Regions from separate parts of the Triticum aestivum genome. Here region 1 is linked to region 2. Evidence: chromatin contacts called from public Hi-C data. All regions are on one chromosome and are shown on one strand. Each heading gives the region's core, a stretch centred on a gene start, on an enhancer-like site or on the middle of the called end of the contact. The rest is flanking DNA. Distances are from core to core; before and after follow the strand shown. Region 1 holds the start of LOC123158613 (probable inositol oxygenase). Region 2 holds the start of LOC123156670 (K(+) efflux antiporter 6).

Region 1 (5,901 bases), core at 390-2,889, 260 kb after region 2:
GTACGTCTGGTTGATGTGGTTCACGCGGTAGAACTCCTCCACCGTCTTCTTCCGCTCCGACTCCGCGTCGTAGTCCCTGGAGGCATGTATCAGTTCCCACTTCAGTATTGTTCATATACCACTTCTATATCTAAATGTAAGACGTTTTCGCAGTTTAACTGAACAGCCAAAACGTCTTATATTTAGGAACAGGGGTTGTAGTAGTTATCAATTTGATACGCGGAAAGGTTTGATAAGCATGTGGCATGGAGTGCGTGTGGAGACAATGCCCTGCCGTGCGAGCTCTGCTTATCGCGGAAAGTAAAAAACGGAAGACTTTGAAAGCTGAGATACAGAGAAATGTTTCTGATGGACATTTTACTCAATTTCCTAGCATATCCAGTGGGAGTTTCTTGTCAAGTTTTTCTTTTCTTTTTTCTTTCTGCGAAAATGATAAGATTCTTGCCCAGTTTAACTTCTGCTACTCCAATTTTAGTCAATTTCCCTAGCAGGAGGACAGCGTGTTATTGGTTTCAGCTGCTTCTAGGAGGTTCTTACCAATACCGTTATGCATAACATTCTTGTCTATCTTAGGGTGGGGGCGAGGGGGGTGCAGAGGAAGCAACAACCTCCTTTTCTATCTTAGGGATGCAGAGGGTGCATGGGGAAGCAACTTCCTTGTCTATCTTAGGGGTGCTGCGGGGGTGCAGGTTCATCCGAAAATCTCACGTGGTTCGCCTGTTTAGAGGGATGCTCCGGGGCGAAGGCAAGCATGATGGTGGGGAGAGGTTGAGGGGAGGGCGGTGCGGCGAGGTTGTCGCTGGAGCGCCGCCGGCCGCGAGTGGCGGCAGCATGCGGCCGTGCCGGTGGCAGTAGGTGGCGGGAGGCAGAAGAATACAGGACAGAACACGATCTGTTAGGGAGAGAATGGTTGGAGGAAGAAGACATAATGTGGTGCGCTTGTTTTCGCTCTAAGGCTTCAGAAATTTCAGCAGACTGCCCCCTAGCTAGTCCCTTTGTTTTGTCCTTTCTCGTGGGACATAAACAAAATTTCAACAGGAGAAACATGGTTCACGCCTTAAAACGTCTCACTTGAATTGATGATTTTTTTCATCCAAGAACCATGGGAGCTCGAGGAAAGAAAACCCATGAGAACTCACCTGAAGGTGTGGCCGAAGGCGTTGGAGTCCGGCACGGTGAAGCCGCCGTCGAGCACGAGCTCCCCCTGGTCGCCGGCGACCTTCCTCTCCGCCGCCGCATCTGCAACCGGCCAACAGAAATTCGAGCTAAATTCAGCACCACGCCTATCCCACGACGTTCTGTTTGCGCACTCAACCTCCAAGAAACATGAACAGAAACTCAACAAGAACAGGCAAGGGAATTATTCAAGAAGAAGAAGCAGAGAGAGGAGCACGCAAATGATATGGGTAAGAAGAGTCTCACCAAACTGAGGCTGCTCGATGATGATGGTCATCTTGAACGGAGAAAAGATTGCCGATCGGAGCTCGCAGCGGCGAGGACGGCAGAGAAGCAGGGTCCAAGAAGACGGTAATGGGTATGCTCGGCTCTGCTCTGCAGGCGGCAAATCGCGAGCGGTATTTATAGGAGGGCCGAGGGGAGGAGGGGCCTGGGCGTCAGCGAGTGGTTGTTGGGGTGGGAGAGATGGCAACGGAGGCCGGAGGGGGATGTAGGAGCCGAAGAGTGAAACGTGACGGCGTGTTGATGGCGCTATCCTTCGGATTTTGGATTTATTAAAGGGGGTCAGTGACTCAGCCATGGCGTGGAGCTACGCCTGTGGATGACAGCAACAGCTCATGCCGTCTGTTTTCTGCCTTTTTGCTAGGGCCTATTTTCATTTCCTTCCTCGTCCGGTTTTCGCTCTGTTATTAATATATTTTATTACACCCTATATATTATTTTACGGAGGGAGTATTTTTGTGCAAGAGGTATTAAACTGGCAGCTTGTGGCCTCTTCCTCTGGCTATAACGAAAAAGAAGAAAAAGAAAAACTTAAGGCCACTTTAATTCAGAGGGTTGAGATCTTATGAATTTTTTATATGTGAGTTGTTTGATTTATATGACAAAATACTAGATAATTTTCCTAAATAACGTTTTGAAACTGGAAGGGCACGAACCAATGCTTATGCGGACGCTTAAAGAAAGGCTCATTCACTTCAACACATATTTTGGTAAAATTAATCATGTACTATTCAAATGGGCATGAAATTCCAGCCATGTGCCCCCACCCCCCTAGTTTTGAAACTCTATGAATGAAGGAAGTCTTTATCTTTATGTTTTACATTTTGGTTGGCCATAAAAAGACGAGTAATGTTGCAGTGACAGAACAAACATGTTTTTATGGATTCAAAATGACTGGCATTAGGTGTCATTTTCTCAATGAAGATTAAGGAGGAAGGAGGGTCCCACCCACATGAAATTCGGGGGGGGGGGGGTCCATATTACCTCCGTTAGTACCCATCCGTGCATCTAGGATTCCCTTCGCCACCCCCCCCCCCCTCCTCGAGAGACGGGCGGCGGGACTTGCCAGAGGCAGGAGCGGCGGTGGTCTCACTCAGAGACCACTTCTAGTCGTACTTCACTATCTCCGCGTCGAGGCGGCGGAGAACTTGCTTGTCTCGACCGTGGTGGTCGACCGGTCGATGATCCAGGCCGTTGCGAGCTCCCGGTCCTTGAGGATTTGCCTTGGCGGGACGCCTGAGTCCGCGAACTCCTCCAGGCTCACAGCATTCCACCGTTGCCGCTCCCTATCTGCACTCTCCTCCACCGTCAAGGCGCTTTGAGATTTTGGATTTATTAAGTGGGTCAGTGACTCAGCCATGGCGTGGGGCTATACCTGTGGATGATAGGAACGACTCATGTCGTGTGTTTTCTTCGGTTTTCCTGGGGTCTATTTTCACTCCCTTTCTCATCCAGAATTTGCTTTGTTATTAGTAATATACGAATATCTTGTGCGAGAGGTATTAAACCGACAGCTTATGGCCTCTTCTTCTGCCAAGAACAAAAAAAGAAGAAAAAGAAAAACTTAAGGCCAGTTTAATTCAATCGGTTTTTATCAGAAGAATAGAGGGTTGAGATCTTATGATTCTTTTTTTCTATCTGAGTTGTTTGATTCATATGAAAAAATACTAGATGATTTTCCTAAATAACATTTTGAAATTGAAAGGGCAAGAACTAATGCTTATGCGTACACTTAAAGAAAGTGCTCATTCACTCCAACCTATTGGAGACAATGTTTTGTATTTGCCATGGTGCATTCACACATATTTTGTACAAATTAAATTATTTTCTCTTCAAATGGGCATGATATTGCAACCATGTGTTCCACCCTCAATTTTGAAACTCTACGAGTGAAGGAAGTATTTATCTTCTGGTTGGGCATAAAAAGACGAGTGATGCTATAGTGATGGACAGACAGTTTTTTACGGATTCAAAATGACTGACATTAGGTGTCGTTCTCTCAATGAAATTTGGGGGGGGGGGGGGGGGGGGGGGGGAGGTTATTAGTTATTAGTATGGGGGGTGCGTAAAACCTCCGTTTGTATCCATCTGTGCGTTTAGGATTCCTCCCTTGTCCCACCCCCACGTCCCAATTCTAAAATATAAAAGGTGTATACATTTGTACAAATGTCGATCTTTTAAATCTTTGGTAAGTATCAACATCTAGAATACAAAATCAACATCATTAGATCGCATGAAATATATTTTTATATTTTATTACAAGAAATCTAATGACCAGTCGACTGGTGGTTAGCGAGATATTCGGACGATGCGTTTAGCGAGAGAATCCGGCGTCTGCCACTCTGCCTTTCCTTTCCAATTTTAATTCTCGCACAAAAAGAGCAGCCGGGAGTCGAACCAGCGACCTGATGGTAGAATCCTGGTGCTGACAGCCACGAGGACACGGCATGTGTTGCGATTTGGTTGGCACGAGTTTTCTTGAAATCATCATCGGAAGTACTCTGGATTGTTCTCTATCAAAAGACAATGAGTGTACCTTTTTACTACTATATGAGAAAAGAAATGAAAAAAATTTCTTGTTCTTTTTCTTTGGATTTCTCCAATAACTCACGTACAATCATCATGATATCTAGTTTCATGAGTCTCAAGTTGATAACACCCTATTAATTTTCGTGCGGGGGTGGGGGTGAGGGGGGAGTTGATGAAACATCCACTCAGTAACTTTTTGTGTGAACAACACGGTAACTCACACATCATAGACCTGATAACTCGTATATCACAGATCTGATAACTTATATAACTTAGTCCTGATAACTTTGGCGTAGGGGTGGGTGTTGATGAAACATCCCCCAGGAACTTTTTGGTGTGAATAGCATGATAACTCATACATTGGAGACCTGATAACTTATGCAACCCGGTCTTGATAACTTTTTGGCCAATATAGGTGATGAAATATACTCCGATAACTTTTATGTGAATATATGTATGTCATTTACAACCCCAGCGTATTGAGGCCGCTTGAAGGCCCCGCTCACCCGAAGTGATTTATAAAAATTCTTCTTGCTATCACGGTAACTCACACATAGCTGACCTGATAACTTATGTGCATAGGTCTTGATAAATTTGGCGACCGGGTGGAGGGAGGCACGTTGATGAAATACCCCTTGGTTATTTTTTTGTGCGAATAGCTTGATAACTCACACATCGCAGGCTTGATAATTTTGGGAGAAAAATATGTTGAAAACAAATCTTGATGCTAGTAGTTTCCATATTGTAGTTTCGACCTTGTAGTTTTTGTTGGAAATATGCCCTAGAGGCAATAATAAATTAGTTATTATTATATTTCCTTGTTCATGATAATCGTTTATTATCCATGCTATAATTGTATTGATAGGAAACTCAGATACATGTGTGGGTACATAGACAACACCATGTCCCTAGTAAGCCTCTAGTTGACTAGCTCGTTGATCAACAGATGGTTACGGTTTCCTGACCATGGACATTGGATGTCGTTGATAACGGGATCACATCATTAGGAGAATGATGTGATGGACAAGACCCAATCCTAAGCCTAGCACAAAGATCGTAGTTCGTATGCTAAAGCTTTTTTAATGTCAAGTATCATTTCCTTAGACCATGAGATTGTGCAACCCCCGGATACCGTAGTAATGCTTTGGGTGTACCAAACGTCACAACGTAACTGGGTGGCTATAAAGGTGCACTATAGGTATCTCCGAAAGTGTCAGTTGGGTTGGCACGAATCGAGACTGGGATTTGTCACTCCGTGTAAACGGAGAGGTATCTCTGGGCCCACTCGGTAGGACATCATCATAATGTGCACAATGTGACCAAGGGGTTGATCACGGGATGATGTGTTACGGAACGAGTAAAGAGACTTGCCCGTAACGAGATTGAACAAGGTATCTGGATACCGACGATCGAATCTCGGGCAAGTACAATACCGCTAGACAAAGGGAATTGTATACGGGATCGATTGAGTCCTTGACATCGTGGTTCACCCGATGAGATCATCATGGAACATGTGGGAGCCAACATGGATATCCAGATCCCGCTGTTGGTTATTGACCGGAGAACGTCTCGGTCATGTCTGCATGGTTCCCGAACCCGTAGGGTCTACACACTTAAGGTTCGATGACGCTAGGGTTATAAAGGAAGTTTGTATGTGGTTACCGAATGTTGTTCGGAGTCCCGGATGAGATCCCGGACGTCACGAGGAGTTCCGGAATGGTCCGGAGGTAAAGATTTATATATGGAAAGTTGTTGTTCGAGTTCCGGAAAAAGTTTGGGTTTTTTCGGTATTGTACCGGGAAGCTTCCAGAAGGTTCCGGAGGATTCCGGAGGGGTCCGGAGGTCCGGAAATTGTTCCACCACGTCCAATACAGTAGCATGGGCTGTAGGGGGGCGCCCTAGCCTTAATGGGCC
Region 2 (5,770 bases), core at 2,637-5,136:
TCATCACACTACTTCTCCAAATCCCAAAAGCCAAGTTAAAATATCTCATCCCATTCCCTAATTTCTATTTGGCTACCACAGCAGCCACTGCACTTCTCCTTCCCACTCCTGCATCTCGAATATCCACTCTCCATCCCCTGTCACACTAGTGTCTTCTTCTTAACCCCCTCTTGCACACCCCAACCACCCTCCCCTGCTGCCACCACATTACCTCCTGATATTTTGCCTTGTGCCCCAGCTCCTGTAATGCTCAATGGCTGACCTTGCTAGAGCTGGAGAGAGGCAGAGGAAGCGACAGCAAAATAAATCAGCAGAAGTGACATGGAGGGGTGGCAGCGGTAGCCTTGACCACCAGGACCCTTTAACCCTCCTCCAGGCTCCAGATCTGAGAAGCTCAGGCTCATAAAGCGGCAAAGGCTCCGGCCATCTGCCTACAGCAGACTGGAAAACATGGCAATGCAAAGGCAATGCCTTTACAACCCTGGCCTTAATTTTGTACTCCCTCTTTAAAGAAATATAAGATCGTTTAGATCACTATATCAAAACGATCTTATATTTCTTTACAGAGGGAGTATCAAACACATGCCAGAAAGCCAAAAGCTACAGAACTGAACCAGTGAATTTATTGGTAGAACTTGATTGCATCAATGGCAATATACTAGTGATCTCTTCACGTCAATTGTGGAACATGCAAATGAATCTAAACAATAGATCTTGTTCGTGCAGCAAATAATTGCAATTCAAATAATTTTTCATCATAGCATGAGCAGCAAAGACATAAACATACCGTCGCAGAAATACCACAAAGGAACATAAAAAGTATAATTTGCAGCAATCCTCCAAGAACGGCAACTGCGCGTACAGCTCGTAGCTGAGACAAAGTTGAAACACCATTTATTTAGTTAACTGCATATTGACATTGCTACAAATATCTAATAAATGTATTAGAAAACAAAGATGGATACTTTTGCGGTAGAAAACTCAAGTCCTAGAGCAAAAAGGAGAAATATCACACCAAACTGAGCTACTGTCTCAACCTGGAAGAAAAAGCAGAAATCATATTATTAATTGCGCGAAATGCACACAATCACATATACTCATTATGAAATGTTCTCGTAAACTTGGTAGGGTATGAAAACAAGTCAAAAGTAAACATTCATTACTACGTTTAAGATTAATTGTATATAATATATCAGGCATGATCTGATCATCTGCTGAAGCAGTGAAATGGTTGGACAAAAGTGCATGCAATTTTTCATATAAGAATAATGACAACTAAACATCAAGAAAAGCAACCAACAAAGCAAAAGCACCCTACTTGCACCAGTTCGTTGACAAAGCTAAAACCTCCAGGGCCAATTATAGAACCAGCAAGCAAATAACCTGTAATGACCTGCAAAGTATTTTTTTAATTTCTTTAGGTCACTCGTAATCTTAAGTATATTATAAATAGCCATATAAAAATGTATGTCTTACATAGTCCATACACATAATCGCGCAGAAATGAGATTTGAGACAAAAGAAGCACTCACTGGTTGTCCAAGGCAAGCAAAGGCAATTCCACCACAAGTAGCAGATACAATAACGACAACAAGATCTGAGATCAACCTACAGTAATTCACATACAAACCAAGTTATGAGTAAGGCAGATACTTTATTTTTGCTCATCCTCAGCAATAATTAGGTCACATACGTAAGGTCCAGCTGCAGTACAGGGTACTTTGACTTCCGATTTGATATAATAAAAACATTATCCTGGAATTGCAGTTGTGTTAATACAGCACACAGGTAAAACAGAGTAAAATAAAATAACACTATTGCATTCACAGCAAAAAAGCTTAAAAAAAATCTGCAATGAATTATAGCGCCTGTACCTTCCGATCAATCAACGTGGGAACATCCTCTTGCTCTGACCGATCCAAGAAAACCTCCTTGAATGGGAATGAGCTGGGGATTGAAAAAACGTAAACTTGGGATATTTGCTACTGATTGTGAAATAATCATAAAGGTTAAATACTTAAATCCACTTCACAGAGAAACAGAAAAATAGTCAAATATATAATAGGAACATACTTATTGTCTTTGGTCTCATTCTTCTTCGTTACTCTTCTGGCCACAGTTTCCAGAACTCCCTGGCAGGGTAGTACAAAACAAGATAAGTATAACCAGCAATTTTACACAAACAAGAGCAACACGAGCCAAGTGCAGTGCGACTGGAGATATAAAGTATGAATGCATCAACTTTTTGCAATTTATATCCACATAAAAACCATTATTTGCTTCAAAATGGAAGGGTGGTATATCTACAAATTGAGAACGTAACTGAACACAGAATTGAGAAATATAATAGGATAGTTGGATGCAACTCGAAGTAGCTGTAGATCATAGGTGTATCATGTAGAAGATCAAATGACTAAATGACTGTCAGCTGGAACACAGCACTAGGAGATTTATGCAAAACTCAAATGAGTTCTATTAGTAAGTACTCCCTCCGTCCGAAAATACTTGTCATTAAAATGGACAAAAAAGGATGTATCTAAAACTAAAATACATCTAGATACATCCCCTTTTATTCATTTTGATGACAAGTATTTCCGGACGGAGGGAGTAATAACTTACACCACAACAATTGTTTCACAAAGTTAGTCAGGTACCATAAGCAAATATTAGTTTTTGATTCATAATCTAACCTAGCACAGTAAACACCATTCAAGGTATTGTAGTCGGCATTAGGAAAACATCAACTCCTTTAATTTCACTAAGTCAAAAGGCCAGTAGGCTGAATAATTGGTCAACAGGTGCAAAACCTACAGAATGATACATGGAAGGATAACTGAATGCTTCGTCATTATTCATGGTGTAACCTCTGTCCAAATGTCAATTCCATCCAAGACATCGATGATATTCCACGCATGCAATACATATTCAGTCGTATCAACGCTAGTTATATTTATGAAATTAAACAGCATGTAAAAGGAGACCAATTTAGAAGTTAAAGCGCGCATATAATTAAGTATTCTCCTAAATCTAGAGAGTCGGCAAGGCCTGAACAACCATTTCATGAACATCGTAATAATGCAAAATTTTAACCAGGTTCCATAATCATTGTCAACGAACAATCCGACCACACACAAACAAAACTGCGCAGATGAATCACCTGCTTCTCCGCGACCGTGTTGTTGAAGCTGCCGGGGTCCGTCTCTGCAAAATCATAGCAGGAGAGATTAGGACGAGGCAGTTCAATCCAAACACCGAAAAACAGGCAGGATTGGTCAATTCCCAGCAGAGCGCAGCAGCCGGGGCCGAGATCTAGGCGGCCGGCCGCCGACACGCGCCCAAACCAGATCCCCGCGCCACGGGAGCCAACGAGGCGGATCGCGGGGAGAACGTCGGGAGTCAGATCCACGCACCTCCGCCGCCCTGGTCGCCCTCCGAGTCGGGGAACTCCTTCTCCAGCGCGCGGTCGATCATGTCGGCGAGGCTGTGCTCCTTGGTCGTGGCATTGCCCTGAGCCGCCTCCCCGCCGGCCTCGGCGGCCCCCAGGGCCGCGGCCGCGGCGTCGGCGCGCTCCACCGCCGCGACCGCCTCGCCCACGCGGCCCTCGTCGCCCGCCTCGGCCGCGTCGCCGGCCGCGCGGGGGAGGAATGCGACGGCCGACGCGATGAGCAGGGTGGCGAGGAGGAGGCGGGGGAGGACCGGGCGCTGGCGGCGGCGACGCATCAGCATCGCCGGAGGGGGGGCGGTCGGAGTGGGGTTTAGATTTTGGAAGGAAGGGCCGAAGCGTGTGTGGGCGCAGGGCAGCCGTGTGCGTGCGTGCCCGTGTCGGGGAAGAAAGAAAGTGGGGGGAATGCGTGAGTTGTGCGTGACTGTGCGTGCAGGTTGGAGGTGCAGCCGGCGGAAGCAGAGCAGCGATTTGTAGGGGAAGCAGTCTTCATTTTTGTTAGAGCATCTCCAGCCGTTGGCCCCTAAGAGCAAGTACAATAAATCCTAATCAGCAGGCTATAAGCCATTCCACATCATCAATATCCTAGCTGAAAGAGAAAGAAGGAAAGAAAGAGAAGGAAGCGGGCGCTTCACTCATCGCCGGCTCTAGCTCTAGAAACAAGAAAAAGTAACCCACATGCAGTCGTGTGCAAGGTAAAAAGCTGGGCGTTCTTTCTTCTCTCCCAATCAGGTGAGCTTCCTTGTCTCCATGCACATGCAAACATTGATTACTATAGTCATTCTAATAGCCAGTGTATAGTCAATCTATTGTACAAGTGGGCTGTAATGAAGGTTGTATGTGACATGGCCTTGGCATATAGCCAACAGCCGGCTCTCTTATTAACCATGCTCTAAGGAGGCGTTAAAAATCGCCTCTGGAAACGTACCGGCGTTAAACCGCGCGCTGGGGGCATCACGCCCCCCGTCGCGACGCCCATGTTTTTTTGAAAATTTAAATTACGGCACAAACACGGCGTAAATTCAACCAAACTTCGGCAGTTCGTCCATATTTAAAAATATTTTACAAAAAAGAAAAAAAAAGCTACTAGGCTGCTCCTCGTCGTCTCCCTCGCCGCCCTCCGCCCTTGCAGTTCTACATGTCGAGGAGGCTGTAGAACCGCGTGTAGTCGCCGCCGCCGTCGTCGCCGCCGTCGCGGCCGCCGTCCCTGCTGCAACCCTCCCCCAGTTGGCGCGGCGGGCTGGACGGTCCGGGGGCGTCCTCTTCGTCGTCGCTGTCAAGGATCACGACGTCGTGTTCATCCTCGCGCCCACGTTTGTGGGCGGCTATCTCCTCCAGGGCTCGGCGCTGCCGGACCATCTCGTCGCGGAGGTAGTCGTCCCGTGTCCACTGTAGGGCCTCCTCGTCGGAGAAGTCGGGCCGGGCTATCTCCCCGTACTCCGCGAGGAGGCCGGGCTCCGGCTTGGGCGCCACGAGGACGAGGCGGCCAGAGGGGGGGTGGAGTCGCCGATGCAGACGCCGGAGCTGCGGGTGCGCCGGCTGACAGGCGTGTCCTGGGGCTCCGGCTTGACGGGGCGGAGGCAGGGAGAGCCGGACGAGCGGCCGGACGAGGAGGAGGACGCCCTGGGCTGCTCCATGCGCCTCGGCGTCCACGAGCTCCCACGTCGGCGAGAGAAGGACGGGGGAGCGGGGTACTCGAGCATCGGCGTGTTGCCGCCCTTGATGTACTCGAGGACGGCCTCCAGCGTGCGACCGGGCACGCCCCACCATCGGTGCCGCCCCTCGGAGTTGAGCTTTCCGAAGGGCACGACGTCGTTGGTGGCCTCGGGCTGTTCGGCGTGGTGGCGGCGGAAGTATGGCTCCCAAAGCGGGTTGTCGGGGATGTACCGTGGTCCTTCCCTCACCGCCCGCGGCAGGGAGCGCGGATACGCGCGATCTCCGCACGCCCCGCCGCCCCGGTAGGCGGCGGTGGCACCGGGACCCCGCGGGGCGCTGATTCTCCATGCCTCGGGCACCCGCATGTCCGGCGGGACTGGGTACTCGGCCTCGAAGAGGAGACGAGTTTCGTCCTCGTGAAGGTGGCGGCGGCCGAAGCCGTTCGCCACCGCGCCGTCGCTTGGGAAGCGCTCGGCCATGCTAACTGGAGACGGCGAGAGGAGAGGGAAGAAGGGGGAGCAATGGCGCATCGGCGGTGGAGACTCTGTGCGTGTCACCGGCGCGTCGGGGGTCGACTTATATAGGCCGAGGCGTCGCGCGTACGCGTGGCCACCGCGTGTACGTGTGGCGGGCGAGGGGACGCGCGTCGTCCGGTCTTCACTGCGCCAGCCG

Evidence for each region. A called contact is a pair of places that touch in the nucleus more often than the background predicts.
Region 1: a contact with region 2 is called in a Hi-C map of leaf, with 4 times the contacts expected there. The contact joins the promoter of LOC123158613 here to the promoter of LOC123156670 in region 2. A contact is called at or near these places in 2 of 5 Hi-C or Micro-C datasets (both in leaf).

The regions. Positions count from the first base shown.
Region 1 is chr7B:499,727,527-499,733,427 of IWGSC CS RefSeq v2.1, forward strand. LOC123158613 (probable inositol oxygenase) reads right to left here and starts at 1,640. Exons shown (of 10, transcript XM_044576532.1): 1 at 1,423-1,640; 2 at 1,140-1,239; 3 at 1-76. The coding sequence starts at 1,453.
Region 2 is chr7B:499,464,551-499,470,320 of IWGSC CS RefSeq v2.1, forward strand. It overlaps LOC123156670 (K(+) efflux antiporter 6), which reads right to left and starts at 3,887. Exons shown (of 20, transcript XM_044574826.1): 1 at 3,411-3,887; 2 at 3,158-3,201; 3 at 2,074-2,132; 4 at 1,875-1,947; 5 at 1,694-1,755; 6 at 1,533-1,608; 7 at 1,319-1,393; 8 at 966-1,037; 9 at 788-871. The coding sequence starts at 3,726.